Regions from separate parts of the Sus scrofa genome. Here region 1 is linked to region 2. The links are chromatin contacts, called in public promoter capture Hi-C maps. All regions are on one chromosome and are shown on one strand. The core of a region is the stretch at or near the end of the contact, and the rest is flanking DNA. Distances in the headings are between cores, read along the strand shown. Region 1 holds the start of ITIH4 (inter-alpha-trypsin inhibitor heavy chain family, member 4). Region 2 holds the start of ITIH1 (inter-alpha-trypsin inhibitor heavy chain 1).

What was found. Promoter capture Hi-C pulls out the DNA fragments that hold promoters and counts their contacts.
Region 1: a promoter capture Hi-C map of liver shows a contact between it and region 2, with 5 times the contacts expected there. The contact joins the promoter of ITIH4 here to the promoter of ITIH1 in region 2. A contact is called at or near these places in 2 of 5 promoter capture datasets (both in liver), 5 of 47 Hi-C or Micro-C datasets (fetal liver, liver and skeletal muscle) and 2 of 2 datasets of contacts at active chromatin or transcription factors (alveolar macrophages and skeletal muscle).

What each region holds. Positions count from the first base shown.
Region 1 is chr13:34,939,833-34,946,962 of Sscrofa11.1, forward strand. ITIH4 (inter-alpha-trypsin inhibitor heavy chain family, member 4) reads right to left here and starts at 4,037. Exons shown (of 27, transcript NM_001001537.1): 1 at 3,942-4,037; 2 at 2,572-2,732; 3 at 1-79. The coding sequence starts at 4,031. LOC100153598 (store-operated calcium entry regulator STIMATE) reads right to left here. Exons shown (of 10, transcript XM_021068951.1): 9 at 6,902-7,036; 10 at 6,428-6,731. The coding sequence ends at 6,625.
Region 2 is chr13:34,888,625-34,894,929 of Sscrofa11.1, forward strand. ITIH1 (inter-alpha-trypsin inhibitor heavy chain 1) reads left to right here and starts at 3,715. Exons shown (of 21, transcript NM_213924.2): 1 at 3,715-3,854; 2 at 4,379-4,545; 3 at 4,933-5,037; 4 at 5,392-5,554; 5 at 6,090-6,203. The coding sequence starts at 3,741. NEK4 (serine/threonine-protein kinase Nek4) reads right to left here. Exons shown (of 18, transcript XM_021068940.1): 2 at 4,830-4,926.

The sequences.
Region 1 (7,130 bases), core at 2,787-5,286, 52 kb after region 2:
GGCCACGGCTGCGCTGTACTGCTCCTGGGCTGCAGCCTTCTCCTTGATGTTACCTGGGTAGGTCACACCATCGATGATCCTGGGATATGAGGGAGGAAGTTGCTGAGAGCCTGGCAGGGGAGACCCCCTGTAATCCCATCTCCTCCAGGACTTCGTGTGCTTTTTTAAATTTTTCAATCTTATTGGTGTATAGCTGACTTACAATGTTGTATTAGTTTCAGGTGTACAGCAAGGTGAATTAGTTGTATGTATAAATACATTCATTCTTTTTTCCCCATAAAGGTGTTTTGTTTGTTTTGCCATTTCAGGGCTGCATCTGCAGCACATGAAGGTTCCCAGGTGAGGGGCTGAATCGGAGCTGTAGCTGCCAGCCCACACCACAGCCACAGCAATGCCAGATTCAAGCCACATCTGCGACCTACACCTACAGCTAACAGCAATGCTGGATCCTTAACCCACTGAGTGAGGCCAGGGATCAAACCTGTATGCTCATGGATACTAGTCAGGTTTGTTAACCACTGAGCCATGACGGAAACTCCCCATACAGGTAGTTATTAAAACTCTTGAGTAGATTCTGTGGCATGTGGAAGTTCCCAGGCCAGGGATCAAACCCATGCCACATCATTGATGCAAGCTGGCAGTGACAATGCCAGATCCTTAACCTGCTACATCACGAGAGAACTCCATTTTGTGTGCCTATTGACACAGTGACTCCTAACTTTACCTGAGCCCACCCATTTATTCTGCAGCTACTGTGGATACGACTCTGCGTGGGGCCCTCGTGCAGATGGGGGCTCTGCAGGCCTCCATCTATCCTGGGACATGCACTGTGTCAGTAAACAGGACTTTTACTGAACAACCAGGACCAAGACTGCAGAGAAAGCAGGGCTGAGCTAGGCCCCAGCCTCTCTTCTCCCTTCCTGTCTGGTCCCACCTTCCAACTACCCCTTTCATGCCACAGACTGTGCCCAGACTGGCCAGCCAGCAGCGAAAGCTTTGAGACCCATTTCCCACAGCCCTGGGTCCAGCTGTGCAGGGAAGGCTGAGGAGGGAAGAGATACTGGCTCCCAAGCCAGTGGAGACACGGGCTCAAAGCCTCTGCCCCCCCTCCTCTGCAGCTTCCCCTTTTTCCCACCAACACTGGTCAGGCCACTCTGGAGAGAAGTTGGCTTCTGGAAAAGGAGGTTTTGGACAACTTGGTCCCTTGGGGTGAGGACATAATCCTGGTGGCCATTTTGGGGGAGACTGAGAGAGAACTGACTGGGCTGTTCTTCTGGAAGGAAAATGAATCCCCCAGAAGCTCCTCATGGAGGCAAACATAAGCCTGCTCCACCTGGGACTGCTGTGAAAGGGTGAGAGTGTACAGGGGTTGCTGGGAGAGGGCAGCCAGGGCGTTAGGATCAAGTGTCCCTCCTCCCCACCGTCCTGGTCACAATTTAACTCTGGACTAGGGATGGAGCTGGTGCTGGGCCATAGGGCTCCTCCTCGTAAATGCCCAGTTGGGGTCCCCTGCCCCCTGCTTCCCTTTCATGCAGCAATAGGAGCGGGGCTCAGAAAGGAGTGCAAGTCCTGGGCCCTCAGATGTGACAGGATAGAAGCTTGCCAGTCATGGCACCTACACGGGAGGCAGGGGGCAGCCTGCAAAGCCCATGCTGCAAGTTGGGCAGTGTAGATCTGGCTCCAGGGTTAGGAAAAGCAGGGCTGTTTGGGGGTGGGGTGGGTAGAGAGATAAGAAAGAGCCAACCACAGGGACCTTGCCCCCACCACAGGTTTCCAAAAGTCTCAGGGTGTGCTGGGGCCTCCTCCTGAAACACTTGCTCTCTGCCTCATCACCCATCACCCTCCCTGAGTTTCCGACATCCGCCTTTCTCAACCACAGCCTCTCCTGTGGGGCCAGGGACAGACAGAGTTCTCTTGCATTTAGCAAATATTGCAAAACTGAGTTGGGAAGGGGGTGGGAGGACAGTAGAGGACGTGGTGAGTATCACAGGGTCCAGGCAAACTCCAGGGAACTCCCAGTGCAGCCTCTGACCCAGAACAGACCCACCTCAGTGGTATCCCAGTTGAGGGTGGAGGACCAGTCTGCCATAGAACTTCTGTGACAAGAAGGTGGTCCCTCTCTCCTTGAGGCAGTGCTTCGTTGCAGGGCAGCCCAAGGGCTAGGAAATGTTCTGTATTCTGAGCTGGAATCTGCCTTTTGGTGACTCCCTCCTACCTAGTCTTGGCCTCAGGAGGCCCCAAGTCTGTACTTCTCAAAGGTGAAGACACAAAGATGCCATGATTCTCCACCTGCCACCCAAGCAGCCTGAGGGATAATGGATGGATGAAGAGAAGGAGAGATGGATGGCAGGAGGGATGCAGCAGGGGCGGGGTGGGGGCATCTCTGACAATGCAAGACGTTCCTGGCTTAAGCCTGTGGTCCCTGTATTGCCTACAGGTGGGGCACATCCACCTCAGGCATAGATTCTGGCACACCTCACATCAGAAGAAGGGACTCTCTTCTTGATGGGGCACAGGGGCCATGGCATCACAGGGGAGAGGGGCCAAGGAGGAGGGCAGGAGGGCACCTACATGGAGAAGTTGGTGATGAAAGCCTTCTTGGGCAGCTCCATCTGGAAGGTGGCCTCCTGCACAGCACTGCCCTTGTTGACCACTCGGCTGGTAACGACTGTGTGGGCAAATCGGGACGAGACCTTGGAGTCCACGGTGAGACTGTAGATGTTGATGTCATTCTGGACCAGTGAAGGAGGAATGGTTTGATTGTTCCAACTGCTCTTCAAGAGTGGGTCTCATCCTTAGTCCCAGACCAAGCCCTGGCCCCCAACCTAGCCACTGATCAGGTCTCAGGCCAAATCCCATGAAGTATTTCAAATGTGAACCTTGGTCTCAAATCAGAGGCAGATGTGTGCTTCCTTCCCCACCTGACAGGGCCACGGGGCAAGGGCCCATCTGTCTTGTTCAGTGGGGGCCTTTGTGCCCTTTGGAGAACAAGCAGGTAAGGGGTGGGGAGTGGAGTCTGAGCACCAGCGTATCTGGGAGGGACTCACTTATCCCTGGGGCAGAGGTGAGCAGCAGAGGGCCCTGCCTGATCAAGGAGCTTCCATGCCATCTTAGCTTTGCCCAGTGAAAATGCAGTGAACAAGTCCTTTGGGGAAAAGAGCTCCTGCCAGCCTCCCCCCAGGAACCTGCAGGAGCTGGGAGAATTGGAGATAAGTAGGGTCCATCTCTAGGGCTGGGCATCTTCTACACTGCCGCCATTCCCCCCACAGCCACAGGGCCTCCCTGATGTTCTGTCCCTCCCCACAAGGCACTCCCCAGGCCTGTGTGCTTCACCTGAGGTCTGCGGTCTCCAAGGAAGAGCAAGTGCACACAGGCAGAGTCTACACAGCTCCTGCCTGGCTGCATACGGCACGCTTGTGCTTAGCACCGAGGTGCGTGGTGGCCCACTGGCTTGTTGACATGTGAGTATCTGCTCTGTGCCAGGCGCTGTACTCAGCACTTTATAGCACTAGAAGGTCCACCTTTGCCACAAACCTTGGACCAGCTCTATGATCAACTTGTTCTCAATGAGGAAATGGAAGCAGAGAAAGCATCAATAACTTCCATGAGGTCACACAGCCAGAGAGCTAAGAGAGAAGCCTGAGGCCCATTCCTATCCACCTCTCCCCTCCAGGGCAACTCGCTAGACTGCACCTCCTGCCCTTGAACTGGAAATAACAGGATCACCGCTTCAAGTAAATGCAGGACTCTTCATAGTGAGAGTCCTAAGAATGCTGCCTGGCGGATGGGCAGCATCACTTCTCTGTACACACACAATGACTTGTGCTCATTTGCACTTACACACTTGCACACACTGAGGCTCTCCTCCCCTTCACCCACACACAAGCTGGCCCCACTCACACTCGGGTGCACACACAGAGGCGCCTATGGACGCCCTCTACCTTGTGGGCCGTGGTGCTCTGAAGGACAGCCAGCAGCAAGGGCAGGACCAGCAGAAGGCCGTAGGCACCAGTAGGGGAGAGGGTCTTCATTTTGGCTCCTCTGCCTGTCAGGCTGGCTTCTGAACTTAAGAAGAAGCGTGGAATGAATTAGTAACTTGCCTGCTGCCCCGCCCCTGTGGGGGCAGGTTCTGGGAAATTGGGATCTGCACGCCAAAAACCCCAGCGGCTCAGATAAGCAGGCAAACTATGAACATCCTGTGGACCTTGACTGGGGACGGGAACATGTACTGAGGAGGGGCAGGCTTCAGGTGGCAGTGGGTATTGGCGCCCCACCTGAAAGGTCCAGAACCTTCTCAGGCCACTACCACCCCTCATACCAGTCATTCCACTAAGCCTCCCAGGGCTGGGGGACACGCAGTGAACTGGCCAGCTCTCTTTAAGCCCAGAATGGGTGAAGCAGAGGGATAGCCAGGCAGAGGAGGGCCAGAGGGTGGCTTCCAGGAGGCAGGGGCCAGAGGCCAGGTCAGAGTGACTGGGCAGTGGGGCCCCAAAGGCACCCAGCAGTCCTTGGGGTGCCCGAGTGGGGCACGCTCTGCTGGGGCCAAAGCAGGATGGCTATATGCCTTACTTCTGGAGCGAGAGGGGCTGAGCCAAAGGGCCTCCCTTCTCTCTGTTGGGGCCCCACTATTCTAGCCAGGACTCTTTGTGCAACTCCAGCAAGGCCTCCTAAACATGTGGTTCGCAATACAAAGTGAAAGCCATAAAGAGGCCCACACTTTGCGGCCCCGAGGTCTCACTCGATCCAAGGAATTTCCTGAAACAGAAGCACAGAACAGAAAGCACAGAGCTCTTGAAAGGGGTGACTTGGGGGTGGGGGGTATGTATGCTTAGGCGGCCTACGTGGAGGTCAGTCACGCCAAGGGAGTCCGTGAGTCACAGCTTGAGAACGGGTAGAAGGCCGATCCATGCCAAGGTGGTGCCGCTGTTGTGAGCCCAGACCCACGAGAGGGTGGCTAGAGGGTCTGGGGTAGGACTACCAATGACTTTTTTCAGTTTTCCTTTAATAAAGTTGAAAGGCTGCTTTCCTAACAAATAATAAAGTGAATAAATATTAGGGGTTCTGGACGCAGCTAGTGCTTATGTCCTTGTGGCTTTGAAAGCTTGGCTCCTGAGTCCATGGCCAAAGATGGGATAAAGATGCTTCAGCAAAGTGGCCAGGTGCCAAATCCTGGGTCAGGGAAGAGGGCTCAGTGGCACTAGGGGAGCTAGGGGAGGGCGCCATCTTCAGGGCCTACTCGGGGTCTTGGGGCAGTGACTTTACTTGCAAGGGTCAGGAAGGCGGCTTCCCTTCTAGCCCTGCCTCGGTCAATGCCAGCAGCACACGCCTCTAGGGAAGGGCATCATAGACCTCAGAGCTGTGTCTGTGGTTGCAAGTGAACATTCCCCTTCCTTAGCATGACGACAGCCAAAAGCCTCATCTCTGTGAGCACCTGTACTGCCCGCCCTTTGGCTCTGGATATGGCTGGGATTAAACGGGAAGACGTACTCCTACAGCAATCTGGGGAAAGAGCCGCCCCCAACCCTGAGGAGCCTAGTGAGCAGGCCTGGGCCCTGTCCCCACAGGTCTGCTCCCTTGGGGCAGAGAGCACAGGCCTGGCCTGAAAATAGCTAAATAAGGAGGCCGGGCTGGCCAAGAACGTGGGAAAGCCTCCATGCAGCCCGTCCCACCTGCCCAGGGGACTGGCAGGACGTCACTGCAGGCATCGGCCCCTAGCCAGTCACTGCCACTCCAGCCCTGGACCGTCCATGGTCTTGCTGTCCCAGCCGGGCAGGCCTCTGCAGTCCCCTGAATCTGACAGCTCCACACACAGAGACACTGAGGCATGAAGTGGAAAGAATCTTGAAGCGCCGGGGAGAACCTGGTGCTCATGTGGCTCACACAGAGCTGTGGGAGTGGCAAGGTGGGGCCTCGCCCCCAGTTTGGGAGCGGTGATGGTAGCTCAGGAAGCGACTGCCACTGGCCAGAGAGGTGCCTCGACCTGGCTTTGTCTTTGAAGTGGGGGCAAGCTGGCAGGGAGGCGATATAAACAAGGGGAGGGGGCTTTGAGGATCCTGAGCCTGGGGGTCCCTGGAGGCACCTCAGTGGTTTCTGTGGAAGACAGGGGTGGGGGGAAGGTGAGCCCCAGACCCCGCCTGCTTCACTCTGAGCAGTGTGACTATGGCCCGTTTTACATAATAGTCTCTCCTGTCACATACAAGGGTTAATGAGGCTCAAAAAGGGAGGGGAGATGATCTGAGGCTACGCAGGTCAGCACCAGGGCTCCATGTCCAAAGCTCTTTCTTGTGTGTGGCAGTGGCCCTAAGAGCACGTGCATTCCTCTGAGACCCTTCCAAAAGTTTTGAACAGTTCAGAACATGCCTCATAGCCACCTGCCCTTCCCTCCCCTGCATTTAGTGACCAGGGCCAGTGACCAACACCCTCCAAACGCTGGGGCCCCTTGGGCATCCTCTTTATTGGTGCTTCGCAGGTGCTGGTGCAGAGTCCCTGGGCTGAAGGGCAAGGGCTGTGGGGGAGGGGTGGCAGTCCCAAAGGTGGCAGGTGAGAAGGTATATCTTGGCATAAAAAAGAATTCTTGGGAAAGGTTCCTGTGTTGCTGGTGGTGAGGAGGGTAGTGTGCACTTCTCAGCCAAAGACACTCTTGGCGGGTCCAGCTTTGGGCTTCTCGAAGACGGTCTCTGTGCCAGTCCGAGCACGGCTGAACACCGACGGGGCAGCAGAACCGGCTTGCTCTGCGGTAAGGATGGGGAGGAGGTGTGATCAGGGTCAGCCTGGCTTCCGAGGGAGGGAAGCCCCTTGTGTGGGGAGCACCCCCCTGAGCCCAGGAGCTCTGGACTCTTAGAATGTGAGGACCCGAGTGACCCCCCCCCCGCCTTGCCCCCCACCTCCAGAGAATACTCACCACACTCCCGCATGACCTGGTAGGTCTTGGACTTGATCTCCTGGTTCTTGGCCAAGTTCCCTCGGGCCCCCTTCAGGTCCTCCTCCTTCGCAGGGGGGCGCTTCTTCTTGATGGGGGCTTCCTGAGTGCCAGCAGTGGGAAGCCCAGAGCCTCATCTTACAACCCGAGTCCTCAAGCCTGAGAGTCCCCCTCCACTCGGTGCCCTGGCCCTGAGACCCCTTTCCCTGCT
Region 2 (6,305 bases), core at 2,465-4,964:
AACTGAAGTTTGAAGGAAATCTTTTTCAGGCAGAAGGAACAATCATGTACTATAGCTCAGTGGACTTGTTTTATGACTTCACCTCCACACTGCAGTGTGAATTCCTTGAGCACTGGGCTGGGCCTGCCAATTTCAACATCCCAAACCCAGCAGTTGGCATAGGGTTGGCCCACAGCAGTTTGAATGGATGAACTGAAGACTGACAAATGAATGAGTAAAAAATCATGCACCTTTGTGAGTGGGTCAGGAGAAAGTATGGTTGAAGCTGAGAGACCTGGAGGGCTATGGGCTGGGTCAGATGGAGGAGTCAGCAGGGGCCAGACCACTTAGGACATAAAAGTGTGTTAGGGAAAGGCTAAAGCAGATCAACCTTTAAAAACAATGACCCTGGGAGTTCCTACGCCAGAGCCCCAGCAACGCCAGATCTGAGCCGCATCTGCAACCTACAACTCACAGCAACACCGGATCCTTAGCCCATTGAGCAAGGCCAGGGATTGAACCCAAAACCTCATGGTTCCTAGTCAGATTCTCCTCCACTGTGCCACGACGAGAACTCCTCTAAAAACTCTTTAAATTCAGTAATAATCCAGTTTTTTTAATGAGCAAAAGATGCAAGAGACTCAACATAGATGTATAAATGGCAAATAGTACATGAAAAGATACTCAACTTGGAGTTCCCATCGTGGCACAGTGGTTAACGAATCCGACTAGGAACCATGAGGTTGCGGGTTCGGTCCCTGCCCTTGCTCAGTGGGTTAATGATCCGGCGTTGCCGCGAGCTGTGGTGTGGGTTGCAGACACGGCTTGGATCCCGCGTTGCTGTGGCTCTGGTGTAGGCCCTTGGCTACAGCTCCGATTAGACCCCGAGCCTGGGAACCTCCATTTGCCGCGGGAGCGGCCCAAGAAATAGCAAAAAAAAAAAAAAAAAAAATGACCCTGGCTGCTGCCAGAGTAGACTGTTGTTGCAGAGTGGGGGTAGGGAGAGCAGCTGTCTAGGGGAGAGGTGAGGGTGGCTTGGACTCAGTGGTGACTGGGGATTTGAAGAGAAGTAAATGGATCAGAAAGATACTTAGAGGATTGGAGATGGGGGTGGAGGGGAGGTGGAGAGTTTAAGGGAGGGAGCCATCCAGGATGCCACCCAGCTTACTGGCTTGGATGCCTGGATGGATGGTGGTGGCCCTTACCGGGGGGAGGGGGGGGATGGGACCAACAAGAGGAAGAAGACCAGACTTGGTAGTGAGGAGGCAAGAAAAGTCATGATCTCAGTTTGGACATATCAGATTGAGGGGCCCTGAGCAGGTTTGGGACTCTGTGCTTTCCCATGGGCATCAGCACAGCCACCTTCTCAAACCTCCAGACTCAATCTTTAGCAAGTTCAGCTGCTTCACATTTACCCATCACTTCCCACCCTCAATCCCCTCCCCCAAATTCCACAGGATGAGTCTACCAATCCTCTTCATCTGTCACATGGGAGCCGTAATAGTATCCATCTCCTGGGGGTAGCTGTAAGCAGTAAACAAATTGGGGCCCAAAAGACGCTGAGAAGTGGGCCAGCTGCTAGTCACTGTTAGCTCTCCCCATGCCTTTTCTCCTCCCAGGCCATACAAATATGTTTTTCATACATTCTGTGGAGCAGCTTGGTGCTAACCATCTCCCACCAGCCTAGTCTTTTTTTTTTTTTTTTTAATCTTTTTAGGGCCACACCCATGGCACGGGTTCATTAACTGTTGAGCCACAACGGGAAGTCCCCCAAAGCTCAGTCTTGATCTTGCCATGCTCCTGCTCAAAATATCTTTAGTGTTTCCTACTCAAAAAGATAGGTCACTTTCAGAGTTCTCCTTGTGGCTCAGCAGTAATGAACCCAACTAATATCTACGAGGACGTAGGTTCAGTCCCTGGCCCCACTCACTGGGTTAAGGATCCGGCATTGCCATGAGCTGTGGTGTAGGTCACAGACATGGCTCAGATCCCTCGTTGCTGTGGCTGTGGCATAGGCCAGCAGCTATAGCTCCGATTCAGTCCCTAGCCTGGGAATTTCCATATGTCACAGGTGTGGCCCTAAAAAGACCGAAAAAAAAAAAAAAAAAGAAAGAAAGAAAGAAAAGATAGTTCACTTTCAGAGCCCTGTGACAGTGGGTCCAAACCATTTCCCAGCCTCCTTCCCCTTCCCTCTTCATTAGGTACTGCTCTTGCACACAGACACCTTCCCCTTCCCCAATCATGCTTCACACTTACCTGTTTTTCTAACATATCTATTTTTCTCTCCCTCCCCTCCCCACCTCCCATTCCTGAGTGCTGCTCTGTTTACCAGGCACCTCCTCTAGGAGCCTTCTCCAAGGCCCTGCAGGAGATGATCTCTACCCTTTCCAGATTTCCACAGCTTCCTCAGGCTCCTCCTTAGCTTCTGACCACTCCTAGGATTCAATGGGCTTCCTTTGACTTGTCTGACTCCTTTTCCCAAGGCATCAGCCCACTGAACACTGGGAGGCAGTTGAGTTTCATCATTGTGGTGTCCTGATGCCTGGAAATGTGCCCAACCCAACACAAGCCTTGTGTGGATACTGGTGCAGGAAATCATCAGAACCCCCAACATACTGTTTCATGTTGATTCATCTCATCTTCCACAGAAAACAGTCCAGAAGGGCATTCTTGCTTGGGGATAATAAACACTTACCCAGAAGCTGCTCTGTGAGACAAAGTCCAGAACAAGCAAACAAGATCAAAGAAGCCTCTGGGCCCCCTGGCCATATCAGGGTCATGGCCACCAGTGCATCCCAACCAGGGCCATAGAGTGGATTGACCAAGGGTGGTGTCTGCCCAGTGTGCTGTGGCTTGTTGGGGACAGGGAGGGTTTAATGCATAAAACTTGAGAAATTGCAGGTACAAAATGGGTCTCTGAGAACTTTGACTGCTTCTTCTGTCCTCCTAACAAAGCAGAGGACATTTCTGTAATTAAGTGATAGACTTGGGCTTTGGGGTCTAAAAGATTTGGGTTTCAACACCTGCTCTTTCACTTGCTGTGGGACCAGTGTTCCAGGAACACCATGAGGATAAAATTAGATCATAAAGGGCTTAGAGCAATGCATGGCTCATATTGTGCCCTCCATCATGAAAGCATGGCCTTCAGCCTTATCTCCACTGTACCTGCCAAGCATCCCTACCCAGGAGGAACAATGAAGCTTACTTCTGCTCTTCTTTCCAAATCTGGCTGTCCTAAAGTATGTGCCACCCATTACGTATCCCCAGAACTGTTCAGACTCTCTCTGGCAGAACTATTAGAGTTGGTGCCAGAAACGAGGATATGGGCAGACACTCTCTAAGCCAGCATATCTGCTTCCCTGGACAACGTGTGACTTTCTGAAAAGTCTGTTGATGCTTAAAGAATTTGGGGAGAGGAACATCTAACGAAGTTGAGAAATTCTTATTAAACTGTGGCTTCTTGACACATGCCACAGTATCACTGTGTTGCCTCAGTGCCACAGACCCAGGATTAAATGGCCACCTGGGTCTTCACAATTCATGCCAGCTGAGTGCAGTTCTATTTCGAGGGGCACACTCTGAGTCTGGTCAGGAGTTTACACTGTTGGGAATCCCCCCAAGGAGAAAGCTATTACTGTCAAATTTTATCCCCCAAATGTAATATTTGCCTTTGCCTTGTCTAATGTTTAATCCATGTTTGTCCAGCATTTTATTGATTAATGGTCTGAGTGAAGTGATAAGGCAGCAAGAGGCTTGAGTCCATGGACGGCACCATGGGGCTGCAGGGGCTGCTCTGCCTGTGCCTGGCGTCCCACCTCGCCCTGCAGGCCATGCCCACTCAAGGTTCACCCACAGACAGTACCAAAGGCAACAAGGTATGTGAGTAAATCCCTGGGCCAGAAACAGGCAGCTGAGCCCAGATGGGGCCTCAGGGACCGGGGCTAAACTCACACGCCTCTACCTCCTCTGAATGGAGAGGTGACCTCCCAGCAGCATGGGGAAGGTGAGGTCGAGGGGTAGAGGACATAGGCCACATCCTGCTCCCATCCCTTAACAGGTAGGACCTGTTCCCCTGAGCGTTTGCACTCATACTTGCCCCTCCCGGTTTTGCTTTACAGAAGCAACAGGCTATGGACACAGTGAGTGAGAGTCTTGGCAAAAGGGTCTGTGGTGGGGCCCTTATTCCAGCCTGTTCTCCCTGTGCTTCAGGGCGTGCCCTGGGCAGACAGACGACAGACGCCTGTCTCCTGCAGATGGAGGCTTCCCCGCCTCCACCTCATGCCCCACAGCATGGTCTCAGGCATAGAGAGCGGCCCCTGTGTCTGAGATGGGTGCCGAGGCCTCTCATGGCTCAGAGGCTCCATCCCAGGCCACCTCTCTCACGTCTGTCTCACTTTAGGCCGTCAATGGTGTGGTCATTCGGAGTTTGAAAGTCAACTGCAAGGTCACCTCTCGCTTCGCCCACTACGTCGTCACCAGCCAAGTGGTCAACAACGCCAACAAAGCCAAGGAAGTGGCCTTCGATGTGGAAATCCCCAAGACAGCCTTCATCAGCGACTTTGCCATGTATGTGCTCTGATGGCTTTGCCAGTCCCAGCCCGCAGCCACAGCTCAGAGTGGTCAGAAAGCCCAGCCCATCCCCTCATCCCCAGGGGCCACAGACCACCCCAGACTGTGAGGCACGAAAAAGCCCTTTAGGTCTGCTCTGGGCTCCCATCTTGGAGAGCAAACTAGAGCCTCTGACAGGATATCTTCAGCCTAGGGCCCGAGGAGCAAAAGCAGGCATCCAAGGCTTCTTGTGGGACCCTGTGGCCATGGATGCCCACCTCCCTGTCGGGGGATGCACTCACCTAGACAGGGCCTCTTCAGGACCTGGGCTGGCGTCACCTCTAATAGGAAGGGTCTGCATGGCTGGGGAGGGGCACCTCCCTGAAGGCTTCTTCCTCCCTGTAGCACAGCAGATGAAAACACATTTGTGGGGGACATAAAGGACAAAGTGACTGCATGGAAGCAGTACCGGAAAGCAGCCATTTCAGGAGAGAATTCTGGCCTCGTCAGGTGAGTTCTGGACGCTGCAGTTTTGGTCCCTGGTATGCCCTCCCTGCCAGGTTGGATCTGAGCGCTGCAACTCCAGGCTGGGGGAAGGGAGCAAACTCCCCAAAGCCACTGCTGGCACAGCCCCCCTGGACAAGGCTGGTGTTGACCTGCCTGTCTCCCACACGAGCCTCTGGAGAAACGGGGCCCTGGCCACATAATCCTGATCAGCCAGCTAAGACAAGAGCGAGGGTCAAGGCAATCTGAGAGCAGCACTTAAATAAGAGAGTTTGATTTTGAGGGCCATGCTTTAGGTGACAAGGACCCTCCTGTCACTTACCACTTGTCTGTTTATTGTTGCCCCGGTGGTATGTCCAGGGCCTCAGGGAGAACAATGGAGCAATTTACCATCCACGTCACCATTGGTCCTCGGAGCAAGGCCACATTCCAGCTAACCTACGAGGAGGTGCTGAGGCGCAAGCTTACGCAGTATGACATTGTCATCAAGGTCAAACCCAAGCAGCTGGTGCAGCATTTTGAGGTAGATCACAGGCGACCACATGTGGGGCAAGGTCTCTGGAGCTGGGCTCCTGCCGCTCCCTTACTGTGGCCTGGCGCCCACCTTGTGCCTATGCTGTCCCAGGCCTGAGCACACGGAGAGGGCACTGCTCCTCAGGGTGGGCTCTGATGGCTCCTCATGGGTAGGGAGTTCCCTGAACTTTCCAACCTCCTCCTCTCGGAGCCTTGGCTTGCTCATCTGTTTAATGGGGGTTTTGCGTGTCTCGGGACTGCTGTAAGGATCATACGAGATATTGAATGTCAGGGAGTTTGTAAGCCAGAAAGTCCTGGGCAGCCTGAGGCACTAGGATTGTCATGGCACTTCGGTGGTAGCCAAATGGACGCGTGCAGACATGCACCCGTTCATTTGGCCAGTATTTTTGGAGCCAGGCCCTTTGCGGAGGGTTGGGTGGGCACTACACATAAGAGGTGACCAGGATTCACGCTGGCTCTCAGCTGAGACTTGATGATGGCTTCCAAATGGGCGCCTTGGCGCAGGAATTGCTTCAATGCCACAGATCGACGTGGACATCTTTGAGCCCCAGGGGATCAGCAAGCTGGATGCCCAGGCCTCCTTCCTTTCCAAGGAAGCAGCAGCCCAACTCATCAAGAAGTCCTTCTCAGGGAAAAAGGTGTGTGGGATGGCTGGGGTGGTGATGGGCCCTCAGAGACTTCTCAGCTTGGCCCAACCAGGCAGGGGCTGCAGGCTGCCCTAGAGGTGAGAGATAGGGGAC